3 separate regions of the Mus musculus genome follow, and all the other regions are linked to region 1. The links are chromatin contacts, called in public Hi-C and promoter capture Hi-C maps. All regions are on one chromosome and are shown on one strand. The core of a region is the stretch at or near the end of the contact, and the rest is flanking DNA. Distances in the headings are between cores, read along the strand shown.

Region 1 (2,551 bases), core at 35-2,534:
TGTATAGCCCTGGCTGTCCTGGAACTCACTCTGTAGACCAGGCTGGCCTCGAACTCAGAAATTTGGAGGTCAATTTTCAAAACACCAAGTCTTTAAGTGTGTACTGTGTACTTCTCTGAAAAGCATACAGTCTTACGTATATACTTGCCACTGGGAGACTTGTAAGCTTCTGTGGCTATGCTCATGCAGAAATGTGTATGCACACACACTATTAACTGCTTTTTAGTGCCATAGAACAGACTTTCACCAAGTATTATTTTACTCGTTCTATAATCATAGTAGTTTGAGAAGTTCATAACTGGTAAATAGTCTTAAACACCACCACCCACATACAAATAGTTATAGAAGATCCCAGTTTTTAAAATCATTTCACAGCATTAGTAATTAGGAAAAAAAGTAACATTTTACTGGAAGACTATTCCTCAGTTATACTTTTAGACTCATTCTTACATGTTAATTTGCAAATAAGCAAATAGAGTGATGGCAAAAATTATTAAAAGTTGGTGAACATTCTGAATGACTTCTAACTTAGAATATCCTTTTCAATTCAAAAGTCCCAAGTCTTATAAGAATTAAATTTGGTTTCATTTGTGAAAATTACTGATATGGGAAAATTGTTTAATGAGACATCTCGGTAGTAAATTTAACATCGTTAGGACTCTAATTGAACTGAAAATTGACCTTAAGTTACTTGTAGATTATAAGTTACTTATACTTTTTAAAAATTCTGGGTTTAGTTTTAAATATGTAGGGGGATCATATAAGTGAGATGACATTTCAAACTTTTGTCTTTTCCTGAGCTATCAAACTCTTTGAATTGTTTTAAGTATCAAGAAGGACTGGTGTCAAAAAAAGTTCTTTCTTTCAAGATGGATGATTACGCATGCAAAATACTTTGAGGGTTTTAGCGATTTCGTTTCTTATTCTTCCTTTCTTCAAAACGCAATTTAAATCGGAGCCGGAATCCCCTTTTCAACTCAATAGCTGGGCGCTGGTGGCCCATTGGAAAAGATGAAGACTTTACTTTGTCTGCCATGTGTTTAAGGAACACTAGCGCTTTCCCCAGATCTTCTGGCCGATAATCTCAAACATGGAGGATGCTTCTGATTCCTCACGAGGGGTTGCTCCATTAATTAATAATGTAGCTCTCCCAGGCTCTTCGCCCTCTCTTCCTGTATCAGTGACAGGCTGTAAAAGTCATCCAGTAGCCAATAAAAAGGTAGAAGCGAGAAGCGAAAAGCTCCTCCCCACAGCTCTTCCTCCTTCAGAGCCGAAAGTAGCTCAGAAACTTCCCGGGAGCGCGGAGAGGCGGGGAAGTGCCGGCGGGACGCGATCCCCGCGCGGAGCCCGGCAGTGGCAGCGGGAGCGGCGGCGGCCGGGAGAGACTCCGGGGCGGGGCGGGCCGGGACCTCGCGGCGTTCCTCGTGGGAAGGTGCGGCGGCGGGCAAGTGCTCGCAGGTGAGGGGCTCGCCAGCCGGCGTCCCGGGGAACCGGGAACAAAGCGCGGCGGCGCCCGGGCTCCGTGGCCGCCTAGCCCCGGGGATGCGTCGAGCACGTTGCGAGTCCCGGGACCGGTGGTGCGGCGGCCCGGAGCGGCGCTGGGGGGTGGGGGGGGGAGCCGCCGCACCGCCCGCCGCCGGGCGTCCGCCCCATTGTGAGGCGCCCGCGGGGCGCGCCGGGGCCGCGGCCGCCCGACAGACTGGGCACCCCGGCGGCGGGGAGGACCGGACTCGTCTGTCACACAAAAGGCAGCCGAGCCGCCCCGGCGCTCCCCGACCTTACCGGCTTTCTCCTTTCCCTCCAATTTGCTAGGGGCGCGGGCGGACGCGCGCAGCCGGGAGATGCCGCTGCTTCACCGAAAGCCTTTCGTGAGGCAGAAGCCGCCGGGGGACCTGCGGCCGGACGAGGAAGTTTTCTACTGTAAAGTCACCAACGAGATCTTCCGCCACTACGAGTAAGGCCGGCCGCGCAGCGGGGACAGCCGCCCCCGCGCCCTTTTGTCTGTCTGTCTCCTCTTTCTCTCCCGGGGCTCGTGACGGGTGGCCGGGCCGCCCATCCCCCGCGCGCCGTGACCGCGTGGGGCGGCTGGCGGCGGGGCCCGCGGAGGCCGGCGACCGCTCGGAGCCGCCGCGCTCGCCCGGGCGGGCGGAAACTCCCCGCCTCGCCCCTCCCCGCCGTGGCCGCACGCGCTCGGCCGCCGGTTCCGGGATCCCCGCCGGGTCAGCCCGCGCGCCGCCCCGGTGCCTCAGCCCGGAGAGGGATTCTCCGAGCCCGAGGGCAGGAAGCGGGCTGGCCCCGGACTGGGTTTTTCGCGGTCGCGCGTGGCTTCTGACGTTTGGTAGTGGGAGGCTGCCGGGGCTGAGGTGGGGACGGGGCGGGAGTGGAGGCTCGCTCCGCGTTGGGGGCAAAGGGGTTACTTCACCGGCCGGGAGGACGGGGCCGGGGAGCGTTGGGGCACGGGTGTCCTGAGCGGCGGCCTCGCGTCCCGCGCCGCCTAGGCCTGGGAGTGTGCGACGAGAGCCACGCTCTGTCACCGCCTCTTCTTGGTGAC
Region 2 (2,551 bases), core at 17-2,516, 41 kb after region 1:
GTCGGAGTCACTTCTGCCATGTTGAATTCCAGGGGTCAAAAGTAGGTCAGGCTTGGCATCAAGTGCTGTTGCGAACTGAACCAGGTCACCAGCCCAGATATGTCACCTTTTGTAGTGCAGTGAGGTGTGTGATTGGTTTGTTTGTCAGGCCACATCATTAGTTTAAGATCTGTAGCAGGTATGTCCAGTGGGCCACATATATCCCAGTATTTAGCCCAACAAAAAAATTCATAAACGTACTTAAACTGTTACATTTTATCATTTAAATTATTATTTTAGAATAACTCAATTGTGTGGTTCTCTAGGATAAACTTTGTAGCAGTCAGTGTTGTATAGCAATGTCACCAGGTGGAACATGCCTGAGGTACTGAGTGCCAATCGGGTTAGCTAATCAGGGTTAGTGACTAGGAGGTGGGGCCAGGGACTACCCTCACTCACAGTTGACTTCTTTTGTCTCCTTTTGTCTTTAGTTCAAAGTATAGATAGCAGTTCAAAAGTGCTGGTTTCGATTTAATATTGTTCATTTTTCTATTTACTTTTTGACTTCTAGTTTATAACTCCTCTAGACTTCAGTTCCATCCCTACTGGCTCATTTTCTTTTTTATATCTTTTTTTAATTAGATATTTTCTTCATTTATATTTCAAATGCTATCCTGAAAGTTCCCTATACCCTTCCCCCACCCTGCTCCCCTACCCACTCACTCCCACTTCTTGGCCCTGGCGTTCCCCTGTACTGGGGCATATAAAAGTTTGCAAGATCAAAGGACCTCTCTTCCCAGTGATGGACAACTAGGCCATGAGCTAAAGAATTAGAGTAAGAAATTGTGCTTGGCAGTGAAGTAGTAAAATAACACACAATCTGACACAGCTCTTCAGTTGATTTTTTTGTTTTGTTTTACTTTTTAGATTCTTTATTTTATGTGTGTGAATGTTTTTGTCAGCATGGCGTTCCTAGTCCCCACAGAGGTTACAGAGAAGGCTTTGGATCTCCTGGAGCTGGAGTTACCATTGTGGGCTGTCATGTGGATAATGAGAACCCAGTTTCTCTGCAAGGCACAAATGCTGGAGACCACTGGGCCTCCTCCAGCCTCTAACTTACAACTCTTATTGGGCTCAAAAGTGCTATTCCTGTACTATTCCTGTTAGAGACTTGACACACTAGAGAACTCGTAACAAATAGAACTTCACTGTTAATGAAATGTCCTGTTCAGTGACAGCTAATTGCCACTTACAGCTTTTGATCCTTATTTGAAGTGAAAATGAGGAACTAACTTTTTATGTATTTATAAAGAGAAAACCCATTTGCGGCTACTGGCCACCATGTCAGACAATGCAGACTTCAGGAATCAATGTGTTCATTGTCAGTAAGTTGCTCCCTTCTGTTTGCCAGCTGCTCCGAATCCTGGGCAGCAGCTGGGCAAAAACCTTTGAAGACCAGGAAAGGAACACAGTTGGTTTCAGGTCCAGGGATGCGTACTCACCGAGCAGCTCTCTACTTTTGTTTGAAAGACATGTACCGAATTTCATTAAGACATTTCCATTTGCCAGGATTGTTGTGCTGGCTTTGTTTCCCTTTGTTTTTTGACTGTCTTGGTTTTGTTTGTTGTGGTGTTTATTGCTGCCCTTGCTGCTTTCAAGGAAAATCAAAGTGATAATTAAAATTGCTTCTTTGAGCGGGGTGTGGTGGCGCACGCCTTTAATCCCAGCACTCGAAAGGCAGAGGCAGGCGGATTTCTGAGTTAGAGGCCAGCCTAATCTACAGAGTGAGTTCTAGGACAGCCAGGGCTACACAGAGAAACCCTGTCTCAAAAAAAAAAAAAAAAAAGAAAGAAAAAAATTGCTTCTTTGAAATCTAATAATTCTCTTTAACTTTATCTTGAACTTGGTGTATGAGGTTAAACACAAAGTGCTTTAAAATTTGCTAACATCTCATTATGTTTTGCTTACAATATCTATGTGAACAGGTGACTAGTTGATGCTGTCATAGCCAATCATTTTTATTTTAATTTTTCTACTAATTTTAATTTTGAAATAATAGTTTAAAAACAATGCTCCTATTTACTTTATTTCTGTTTTTGAACAGCAAATACATTGTTTTTATAATAGGCTTTTTATAATTGATCCATTCCAGTTTTTCTAATTTCTTGAATAATTCCTCTGTGTAGAGTTTCTAATAAAGTTTACTAACTATCTTTGAAAGATGAATATTCTCACTGTGTAGACTCCTGGGCTTAGAAGTCAAGTTTCAAATGTATAGTGATTATCGAGTTCTGATTAAATTGTTAGCACTAATATTACCTTCTTCCCCCAACATCAGCCGGAGAAAACATCTATTTTCTCGTGATAAACTAAAGCTTTTTCTCAAGCAACACTGTGAAGCACAAGATGGAGTCATTAAAATTAAGGTAATGAAAATACTGAAATCATATATTGGAAAGAAATAAAAATAACAAATGTATAATATTATAGATTTGTAACATTGATAGAATGATATTTCAAAGGTGATTTAAATAGCTCTCGTTTTATCTGGGGAGTTAATCTTTAATACTTT
Region 3 (2,551 bases), core at 31-2,530, 47 kb before region 1:
AAAGCTGTTATGTATATCTAAGTGACAAATAGACTCCTTCTGTGACTAATAATAAGAAAGTTAAGGACTTTTTTAGCCTTAAGTGCTCATAATATAATTATTTAACCACCCATGGACCATCCCTTATTTGTTTGCTCTCCCTAAAGTCCTTGCTAACTGTTTCACTGATTGTGCAGCTACTATACCCAAAACAAGCAAATAGACTGTTGTTCGATGTATCCAAATGTTTCCCTGAAAAGATGCTGCTTTGTGCAGGGACGGGGCTGTGAGCTATCAACTGGTTGTATGACTTTGTCACTTTAACCTTCAGTTTTCTCACTTGAAAATGAGGGGTTAAATGATCCGTAGTGCCTCCTGTGTAATTTTTACTATGGGGAATGCCAATCTTTATTATAGATGTTGTAAAGTCATACTTCTTAAGTTACAAAGCAAATACAAGGAGCTAGAGCCATGGCTCAGCATATAAGGGCACTGGCTCTGCTCTCCCAGAAGGTCAGGGTCAGACTTCCAGCCCCTAGGTGCTGGCTCACAATGGTCTGTATATTATTCCAAAGATGTAACAACCCTGTCCTAGACTCTATGGTGCATAGACATACATACAGGCAAAACAGTCAGACACATAAATAAATAATGAAATGATTTAAAAATACAAAAACCAAATACAGAGCTGGAGAGAGGGCTCAGGGGTTCAGAACACAAAACTCATGTAGCTGACTGTGGTTCCTATGACCCACATGGGGAGGCTCACAACCACCTTTAACTCCTAATCCAAGGTGATCCACAGCCTCTGACCTTTGTGGGCACTAGACAAACACACACACACACAGAAACAGACACACATACACAGGCATACACACACAGAGACACAGACACACACACATGTAGAGACATAGAGACAGACACACAGAGAGACAGAGAGACAGACACACACACAGGCACACACACACAGACACACACACACACATACATAAACATACACACAGGCTCACACAGACACACATAAACAGACACACAGAGACACACACACTCCACACAAATATATATGCATAATTTTAAAAATTAAAATAAAAAATGTAAAGAAATACAGGCCTTATTCTAATTGTAAGCCAGGGGATAGAAATGGTACATCTGCCTGGGTTTCCTTTCTCTCTCTCTCTCTCTCTCTCTCTCTCTCTCTCTCTCTCTCTCTCTCTCCTTTCTTCTCCTTTCTTCTCCTTTCTTGACACATTGTAGCCATGTCTGGCCTCCAGCTTACTATGTAGCCAAAGCTGGCCTTGACTGTCTTCCTCCCAAGACCTAGGACTACAGGCAAGCACCACCATACCCAGGCTTCAGGGCTGCAAGTAACAGAAGGGAAAAAAGGCCCTAGCTTAGGTAGTAAGGGGAGTTTATAGTCAGGCATGGTTGCTCACACCTGTAATGCCAGCACTCAGTAGGCAGAGGCAGGAAGATTCCCACAAATTGGAGACCAGTCTAAGTTACATAGAGTGTTCCGGTCCAGTCTGGGCTACAGTGAGATTCTGTCTCAAAAGAACTTAAAACAGCGATGGAGCTGCTGTCTGAGTCCTGCTAAAGTGGCCCTGATGTTTGCAATCGTGTGCTCTGGGTTTCAAGTTCAGGACAGCAAACCTCAAGGATGAGCTGATTTCCCATCTTCTGGAGGAAGGACAGGCCCCCAGAATAAGATTCCAGCTGTTAGGGTAGGTGCTGTTGACACAGCCTGTGCCTTCAAGTATCTTAATGAAGGACTTGGCAGATGAAGTTGCTTTTGTTGATGTCAAGAAAGACAAACTAAAAGGAGACAAGTTGGATCTCCAGCATGGTAGCCCCTTTCTTGGGACACAAAAAGGTGTCTGGCAAAGATTATAACCGGGTGACTGCAAACTTCAAACTAGCCCTTCCCACAGCTGAGGCACATCAGACAGAAGGAAAGGGCCTCCTTAATTTGATCTAACATACATGAACATCTTTAAGTCTGTTATTCCTAATGTTATAAAATGCAGTCCAGATTGCAAGTTGCTGGGTTTTTTATTTAGCTTTTTTTTTAACTTATTCACTTTACATCTCACTCACTGCCCCCCTGCCAGTCACCCCTTCCCACAATCCTTCACCCTTCCCGTTTCCCTCCCCTTTTCCTCTGAGTGGATGGGGGGTCCCTGGATACCCTGGCATTTCAAGTCTAAGCTAGGCCCTTTCTCTCCCACTGAGGCCAGACAAGGCAGCCCAGCTAGAAGAACACATCCCACAGACAGACAGTAGCTTTTGGGATAGCCCCCATTCCAGTTGTTTGAAACCCACATGAAAACCAAGCTGCACATCTGTTACATATGTGCAGAGAGGCCTAGGTCCAGCCCATGTATGTTTTGTGTTTGGTGGTTCAGACTCTCAGAGCTCCAAGGTTCCAGGTTAGTTGACTCTGTTGGTCTTCCTGTGAAGTTCCTATCCCCTTCAGGGCCCACAATCCTTCCTCCTATTCTTCTATAAGAGTCCCCGAGCTCCATCCACTCTTTGGCTGTATCTGTCCGAGTCAGCTGCTGGGTGGAGCCTCTCC

What was found. Promoter capture Hi-C pulls out the DNA fragments that hold promoters and counts their contacts. A called contact is a pair of places that touch in the nucleus more often than the background predicts.
Region 2: a contact with region 1 is called in a promoter capture Hi-C map of the HPC-7 cell line. The contact joins the enhancer-like site here to the promoter of Baz1a in region 1. A contact is called at or near these places in 16 of 39 promoter capture datasets (the 3T3-L1 cell line, 3T3-L1-derived adipocytes, the C10 cell line and 8 more), 1 of 15 datasets of contacts at CTCF or cohesin (CD8 T cells), 28 of 484 Hi-C or Micro-C datasets (B cells, the Ba/F3 cell line, the C10 cell line and 17 more), 15 of 115 datasets of contacts at active chromatin or transcription factors (CD8 T cells, the HPC-7 cell line, the SCID.adh cell line and 7 more) and 3 of 9 other capture datasets (adipose tissue, liver and pancreatic islet).
Region 3: a contact with region 1 is called in a Hi-C map of Sertoli cells, with 2.0 times the contacts expected there. The contact joins the enhancer-like site here to the promoter of Baz1a in region 1. A contact is called at or near these places in 19 of 39 promoter capture datasets (the 3T3-L1 cell line, 3T3-L1-derived adipocytes, the C10 cell line and 13 more), 1 of 15 datasets of contacts at CTCF or cohesin (large pre-B cells), 16 of 484 Hi-C or Micro-C datasets (B cells, CD4 T cells, CD8 central memory T cells and 13 more), 11 of 115 datasets of contacts at active chromatin or transcription factors (the 230-238 cell line, CD8 T cells, the HPC-7 cell line and 6 more) and 4 of 9 other capture datasets (adipose tissue, liver, macrophages and 1 more).

The regions. Positions count from the first base shown.
Region 1 is chr12:54,985,069-54,987,619 of GRCm38.p6, reverse strand. It overlaps Baz1a (bromodomain adjacent to zinc finger domain 1A), which reads left to right and starts at 1,284. Exons shown (of 27, transcript NM_013815.2): 1 at 1,284-1,458; 2 at 1,813-1,954. The coding sequence starts at 1,842.
Region 2 is chr12:54,943,831-54,946,381 of GRCm38.p6, reverse strand. Baz1a (bromodomain adjacent to zinc finger domain 1A) reads left to right here. Exons shown (of 27, transcript NM_013815.2): 6 at 2,318-2,405. Among named protein-coding and RNA genes, the nearest start is that of Gm51983, 26 kb to the left of the region's middle. Within about 2 kb of position 1,266, at least 1 of the 459 cell types and tissues checked has an H3K27ac peak or open chromatin away from gene starts, as enhancers often do. A contact at or near this core is called in the HPC-7 cell line, where this site is marked.
Region 3 is chr12:55,032,315-55,034,865 of GRCm38.p6, reverse strand. No RefSeq gene overlaps it. Among named protein-coding and RNA genes, the nearest start is that of Gm24296, 37 kb to the right of the region's middle. Within about 2 kb of position 1,280, at least 5 of the 459 cell types and tissues checked have an H3K27ac peak or open chromatin away from gene starts, as enhancers often do. A contact at or near this core is called in Sertoli cells, where this site is marked.